Regions from separate parts of the Gossypium hirsutum genome. Here region 2 is linked to region 1. A link is a contact called in public Hi-C data. All regions are on one chromosome and are shown on one strand. The core of a region is the stretch at or near the end of the contact, and the rest is flanking DNA. Distances in the headings are between cores, read along the strand shown. Region 1 holds the start of LOC107885971 (putative pentatricopeptide repeat-containing protein At5g37570). Region 2 holds the start of LOC107950248 (methylsterol monooxygenase 2-2).

Region 1 (3,448 bases), core at 561-3,060:
TTCATTTTATTCCTCACATGAGAAACATTCACCCATTGCTCTGCAGCAGCGTATATGTTAGATAACAGCACATAATTAGCAGCATTCAGCGGCTCTAGCTCATGCAGCCTATCAGCAGTCAACTCCCCTAACTCAACATCACAATGCAATTTACAGGCCCCAAGAAGAGCACCCCAAGCACCAGCATGAGGTTCCACAGGCATAGATTTTATAAGATCGTAGGCTGCTTTTAGCTGTCCTGTTCGACTTAAAAGATCAACCATGCAAGCATAATGATCCGGCGTAGGAACCATGGAGTATTCGTTTTTCATGATTTCAAAATAATGCCAACCTTCCTCAACAAGGCCAGCACCGCTACAAGCATTCAGAATAATAGTGAAGGCTACTTCATCTGGAACCAGCCCTTCGCTTATCATCCTATTGAAAAGCTCAATAGCTTGAGCCTCTTGACCATGGATAGCCAATCCTTGTATCATTGAGCAATATGAAATCAAATCCCGTTTTGGCATCTCCTCAAACAACTTAGCTGCTCTAGCCATGTTTCCACACTTTGCATTCATATCAATAAGAGCTGCCAAAACGTGTGCTTGTCTAACATCAATATCACTTCGGCTTAGATAACCATCAACCCGTTTAGCCAATTTCAAACTACCCACCTGAGAACAGGCAGACATCAAGCTAACCAGAATATATTTATCCGGTTTAACATCCATTTCTGACATTCTAATAAACATTTTGACAGCCTCATTTGGTTGACCATTTTGTTCATATCCCGAAATCATTGCTGACCACGCAAAGATATCTCTCTCCGGAGCCTGCTCAAACAAAAACATTGCTGATGCCATATCGCCAGCCTTTGCATATCCATCAATCATCATCGTATAAGAAATCACATTTCTTTCAGGCATCTCATCGAACACTTTCCGAGCAGTCACTAAATCCCCTGTTTTGACCCACCACCCCATCAAAGCATTCCATGTAGCCACATTCCTCTCCGGCATCAAATCAAACACTCTCTTAGCTTCCACAATATCACCAACATTAATATGCCCAACAACCAAAGCCGTCCAAGACACAACATTTCGCTCAGACATTTCATCAAACACTTTCTTCGCATTCAATATTTCCTTAATTTTCGCATAAAAATCAACCAAACTTGTCCCAACAAAAACATCTCTTTCGCATCCACTTCTTAAAGCTAACCCATGAAGCACTTTCCCTTCCCATGCCTTAACCTCACTCGAACAAGCTTTGATCACCAAAGGGTAGGTGTACTTATCAGGAAGCCCACCTTCACTCTTCATACGGATAAAAAGCGACATGGTTTGAAAAAAAAGAGGAATTTTTAGAGTACCCATTGAGGAGACAGTTCCAAAGGAAAGTGCTGGGCTGGAGAAAGCTATTGAAAATGGAAGCGGAGAGAGAGAGGGAAGTGGAAAGGGAAATACAAAGGCTGATGAGATATTGATCTTGGTGCAGGCCCTTCTTAATTATGTGGGCGTGGATTTGGTGAAGCTGGTTTTGGGATTTGCAAGACCTGAGAAGGGTTGAGAGAGAAGGGAGAGTATGGGGGAAGTGATGGAGAGAAATTGGCATGGGAGGGAAAATGGTTTAGTGTGGCAAAGTTTTCTTTCCCTTTCCTCGAATTCTATCGAAATAAGTGCGCGAGTGCGGCATTGCGCCTAAGGTGAAATTATCCCAATAGTAAGAGAATTGTTGGAGCCAAAGTTTAAAAAAAAAAATAGATTGTTGGTTTAACCGGTTTTTAACTTAATTGGTCCGATTTATACAATCATTGATCTAATTTATGAAAAATAGAAAATGAGTGAAAATATAGAGAACTATTTTCAGAACAAATTTTTTTTTAGCCTAGGAAATACCGACAACAGTTGTACAAAGTCGTAAACGCCATCCAAATTTATAATGGAGAACAAAAATAAAGGTCAAGAGAAGAATTAAATAATGAAATGTTGTAATGATACTTTAAATCCACTAAAAACCCAGGGGCCAAAATTAGCTAGATTCACCTGTGAACACTTGGAAATCAAAAGCCTCTATCTTAGATTGAACTCCCCATGTCGAAAGCAGGCTGAGAAGCCAAAAAGCTTGGGCTTTCTTCTATCCAAAATTTATCCTTTTGAGATTTTCTTTCTTTGATTGGTCAGTCCGTTTTGGTTTTCAACATCCTTGGTTGGGGTTGCCCAAAGTTTGTTAACCTTCTCCGACGTTACCTATAGAAGGTGTTAGATCTATCACCAATCGCTCGATCGAGAAGGGATTGGATTGCTTTAAGAGCCCTCATTCAACAAAAGATATTCATGTGATTATTGTAGAGGTCACCACCAAATTATATTAAGGTTCATTAGGATGTTGTCGCATTTAATAAATTTCAACATGATTAGTATTGAAGTAATAGGAGGCTTGTGAAATAATTCCACTTAATTTATTAATACAAACCTTTATTTATAGAATAGTTAAAATAGAACTAGGACAGAATAATAATTTAAAACAATTTAAAACTAGGAGAAAAGTTCTTTGAATATGTCAAGTCTTAAGATTACGTTATTACGCTTTTGCAAGATTGATGGTTGGTAGAGCAGCAATCTGGGGTTGACGATGACAAGAAAAGCTTGAACAATTTATGGTAAAGAACAGTGGGGTTTTCAACTAAGAACATATAATAATGAATTCTTGTTGTGAGTTGCGGCAGCGTAGAATTGAATTCAAGATGTGGTTTGACATCCATTAGGCAATACTCTTCAACCGACTACTAAGATAATTGAGTACAAACTTTGTCACTTTGATCTAGTAGATAGAAGTAGATGATTGGCTAGCAATAGAGAAAACTGATTAGGTGGTTTTGGTTTCAGTCAAAAAAGATTAATGGTGCGTTTGGTTTACTGTAATGGAATAGACTGTAATTGAATAGAGTTGCAATAAGTAATTCAACTGTTTGGTTAAATGGAATGAAATAGAACTGTAATAGTATTCTTGTGTTCGGTCGAATAGAATGATGTTGTAATAACATAAGGAAAAAAATTAAAATGACCAGAATACCCTCAACATAATTTTTTTAAGGTAGATGATTATTGTTATTGTTATTAAATTTTAATAAGATTATTATTGAAAATAATTTAATAAAAATAATAAATAGTTTAACCATATTTTAACATAATTATTATATATAATTTAATAACATTCTTAATATAATTATTATTATATGAATTAAAAAATCAAAATATATAATACTATAAAAATATATATAATCTACTTTATTATTTTTAAACTACAATACATATTTAATGTGCTAAAATATCATTACTAAAACAAATAATTTAATTATTCTACAATAAAAAATAATTAAATATTAGAAGTAATAAACAACTCGTTACTAAAAAAATAATAAATAACTTGAGAATTATGTTTCACATCCAAGCATAATATTCAT
Region 2 (3,448 bases), core at 286-2,785, 200 kb after region 1:
AAATGAAACAGATTTATTATGAATTCCACTAGAAAAAATACAAAGAAAGGATATTTTTTGTTATTAACAGCATTCATCCCCACAAATTTTATGTCAACAAAGTAAAAACGGTTGATAACAATACCAGCAATGAAGGGAGTTAACCTGAATCTTGTATTTGCTCAGCAATCCAGCTCTTTCCAGATATATAAATGGAAGTCCGGATAAGAAGAAAACACTTTCGTGAAGAAAGAAACTTCCTAGACTTGCTAGTTGGAAGTCACTGAAATGCGTGATCAGATACTGCATGGCGAACAAAGAAGATTTTCAGGGAGAATGTATTATATCTGATGACATAAACTGCTGTTCTAAGCTTAAAAACATCAGTGGTAGTGTTCAAACTAATGAACAAGGTCACTGTCACTGAAATGTGTGATCCAATATTGCATGGTGAACAAAGAAGATTTCAGGAAGAATTTCTTACACCTTAGAACATAAACCACTATTTCGGAGCTTAAAAGATCACATTATTGCTCAATGTAGATTAATAAACATTGCATCCAGAAGTGAAATCAATAAGCACAATTAGACACATTTACATTTTACCTGGAAAAAAGGGGAAAGGATCGATGAAAATGAATCGAAGCTTCATTAAGGTCCTTTGCTAGAGACCAATGAGATATAGGATAAAAGGAAACACTTGCAAGAAACACATATTCAACATTAACAACAAAGTCCTCAAATCTAGATTTCAATCTCAGGTACTTGTTACTGTAAGTAAACATACATTTTGTTTTGAACTGTAAGTAACATCCTAGATGAACTAATTAATGAAGAAGCCATTCTAGCAACAAATATATACACATAGTGAAACAGTGACCTGAATTCAAAACTAAAAACAATCTCCAATTTCGTAGCTATATAATCATTTGCAACACTTAAAATGCATTTCAAATTGTAAGAGACAAGAAAACCAAAGAGCATTATTCAATCAAACACTGCCTTGTAAAAATCGAAGATCAACATCCACCATTAGCCATCCAAATGTACCTTGATGTCACCATCCAAAAACAACTAAAACAAACAAAAATATAAATAATCCAATCGACCCAAACTTGAGATTTAACTATCTTTACATACAAAACCAAAAAAAAAAAACCAACAAAGATAGATCCATAACAAGTAATGGGCAGTGGATAAAAAAACTGAAAAAGCAACAAGAAAGAAGGAAAAAGAAAGAGCTTTACCAGCCACCCAGATTCAATAATGGCAGCCATGAGAGCTTGAAAGTGAAAAAAAAGAAGAAGCTAATTGATCTCCACAATGTTGCTTTCACAATAATAAAATCTTTTTGGAGAGAGAGATGGAGGGTAAAGAGACAGAGAGTGAATATTGAGAGAAGCAAAAAAAAAACCACGAGATGAGTACAGACTGTCGAAAGGAATCTGGGCTCTATTCATGGGCCCCTTGTTTTTATGCATGTAATTTCATCACACAGTAAGAAAACAAACTCCAAAATCACTACTTTTGCAGTGTAAGAAATTCTAACATGTGGACGGTAGAAGTTTTCAAGTTTGAACTGACATTTTAAAAGGAAAAAAAATAGGTTTTTTCTTAGGTTCTCCACTTTTGCCTTTTAATGTTTTTTCACTTTTCTTTTCAAGTTTGAACGTGTGTGGGTTTTGGCCTTTTCCTATTAGTTTGATTCTTAAATGATCCTTCAATTATTAACTTTAATATATTTAAAATTTAAGTGTTCAATCAAAAACTCTTCAATTTTATTAACCTTGTTTTTTCTTAATACGTTATATATATACATGATTTATGTGTTTTAATTATATTTTATTTTAAAGTAATATTTAATTTCTAAATTTACAATTCGACTAACAGGCCAACAGCTATTGTCAATTATGTTATATAAAATGAGAGTTTAAGTTCAATATCTAGAAACTCTACTCGTTTCTCCAATTATCAGAAAGAAAAAAAAAAATCAGATTAACTGAAGTACCCTAATAATAATTTTGCAAATAATTGGTGAAATTAAAACATAATTTCCAAAACTTCTTAAAAATTAAACATAAAACTCTCTAATGTACTCTTTATACTTTTAGAATTTACTCTTTATTTTTCAATTTAGAATTTACTCTTTATTTTTTAATTTTCAAAATTCGAGTACACGTGAATAAGGCTTTACCAAGGGTCAATGCCTCTTAAACAAGGTTTTAGACTCAGATTTTGCGAAAAAAATATTATTAGAGTCTACTTTATTCTCATATAAAAAAAAGTTGTTCAAGATGTACTTTCTTCGGATTATCCACATATTTCATCTTATTCATTAACCATAAGCAGCCATGGAAGGTCTCATTCATTGTTCAAAGATGCAAAGCAAGACTTGTATTTAAGTAAATGTGAGCTGATGAAATGAAAAACCAACTGCAATAACCAAATCAATGCAAAATACTAAATGCTACCCATATTACATATGACAAAGAAGAATACACACAAGTCAGATACTATTTAAGAGTCAACTAAATAGAAGACAAAATCTCATCAGCCATGGATAGATATATATAAGCATTTAAAAGGTGGCCTAAACCTTTTATTTAAGTAATAAACCCTAAACTAAAACACACAATCTAGTTTGTTCTTGGTGTAGCCCATTCAACTCTCAGGATGAGATTATCATAACCATAGCCATTGAGTTTGTTTATAGCTCTCTGGGCATCATCCTTGTTCACAAAATTAACGAAACCAAAACCCCGACTCATGCCAGTCTTCTGGTCAATGGCAACATAAACTCGACTTACTGCACCAAATGGCCGGAAAAGCTCGTGCAAGTCAGCTTCCCGGGTGTCCTCCGAAAGATTAGTGACCCGGACAGAGTTCTCGTCGTTTCTGCGTCTCATATCAGTTCCGCTTCTATCAGCTCCGGCTCTCATACCTGGAGGAACATAAGTATTCTTCCCTGATCCAGCAGCAGCAGTTGCAGTTTCAGGTACTGCAGGCTTATCGACGAATGACTCAGCCGGCAGAGCGAGGTCCTTGTATGGGCACCGAGATGTCCAGTGATCACCCTTCTTACCACAAGTCCTACACACCATAAGGACAGCACCTCCTTTTCCTAGTTGAGCCAAGGAATCTCCGGCAGCCTTCGGTTCTTCTGCTTTGCTACCTGTAGGCAGCTCCAAGAATAATTGTTGTAAATTAACCAAGGCCATTTACACCCAACAAGTAAGGTTCACTAATAATTCTAAGCTACTAAAATGCTAATTTTTTCCCCATCAAAACCTTCCATAAATTAAGCTAAGTTTTTGATTCACCAATTCACAAAGACGACAATGAATATCTAAGCTACCAGGATTCTTTGTACTCCTGTAATTACAAATGTGTGTATATATGCACAAAAATAAGCAAAAGTTGTCGGCTTAAATTAAAATACAACTCACCAGTGCCAAAATTAACAAAACAA

The links. A called contact is a pair of places that touch in the nucleus more often than the background predicts.
Region 2: a contact with region 1 is called in a Hi-C map of leaf, with 3 times the contacts expected there. The contact joins the promoter of LOC107950248 here to the promoter of LOC107885971 in region 1. A contact is called at or near these places in 4 of 34 Hi-C or Micro-C datasets (all in leaf).

Annotation. Positions count from the first base shown.
Region 1 is chrA03:9,418,900-9,422,347 of Gossypium_hirsutum_v2.1, forward strand. It overlaps LOC107885971 (putative pentatricopeptide repeat-containing protein At5g37570), which reads right to left and starts at 1,811. Exons shown (of 2, transcript XM_016809744.2): 1 at 1,339-1,811; 2 at 1-1,337. The coding sequence starts at 1,596.
Region 2 is chrA03:9,622,862-9,626,309 of Gossypium_hirsutum_v2.1, forward strand. LOC107950248 (methylsterol monooxygenase 2-2) reads right to left here and starts at 1,536. Exons shown (of 7, transcript XM_016885060.2): 1 at 1,227-1,536; 2 at 145-282. The coding sequence starts at 1,256. It overlaps LOC107950247 (eukaryotic translation initiation factor 3 subunit G), which reads right to left. Exons shown (of 2, transcript XM_016885059.2): 2 at 2,427-3,151. The coding sequence ends at 2,616.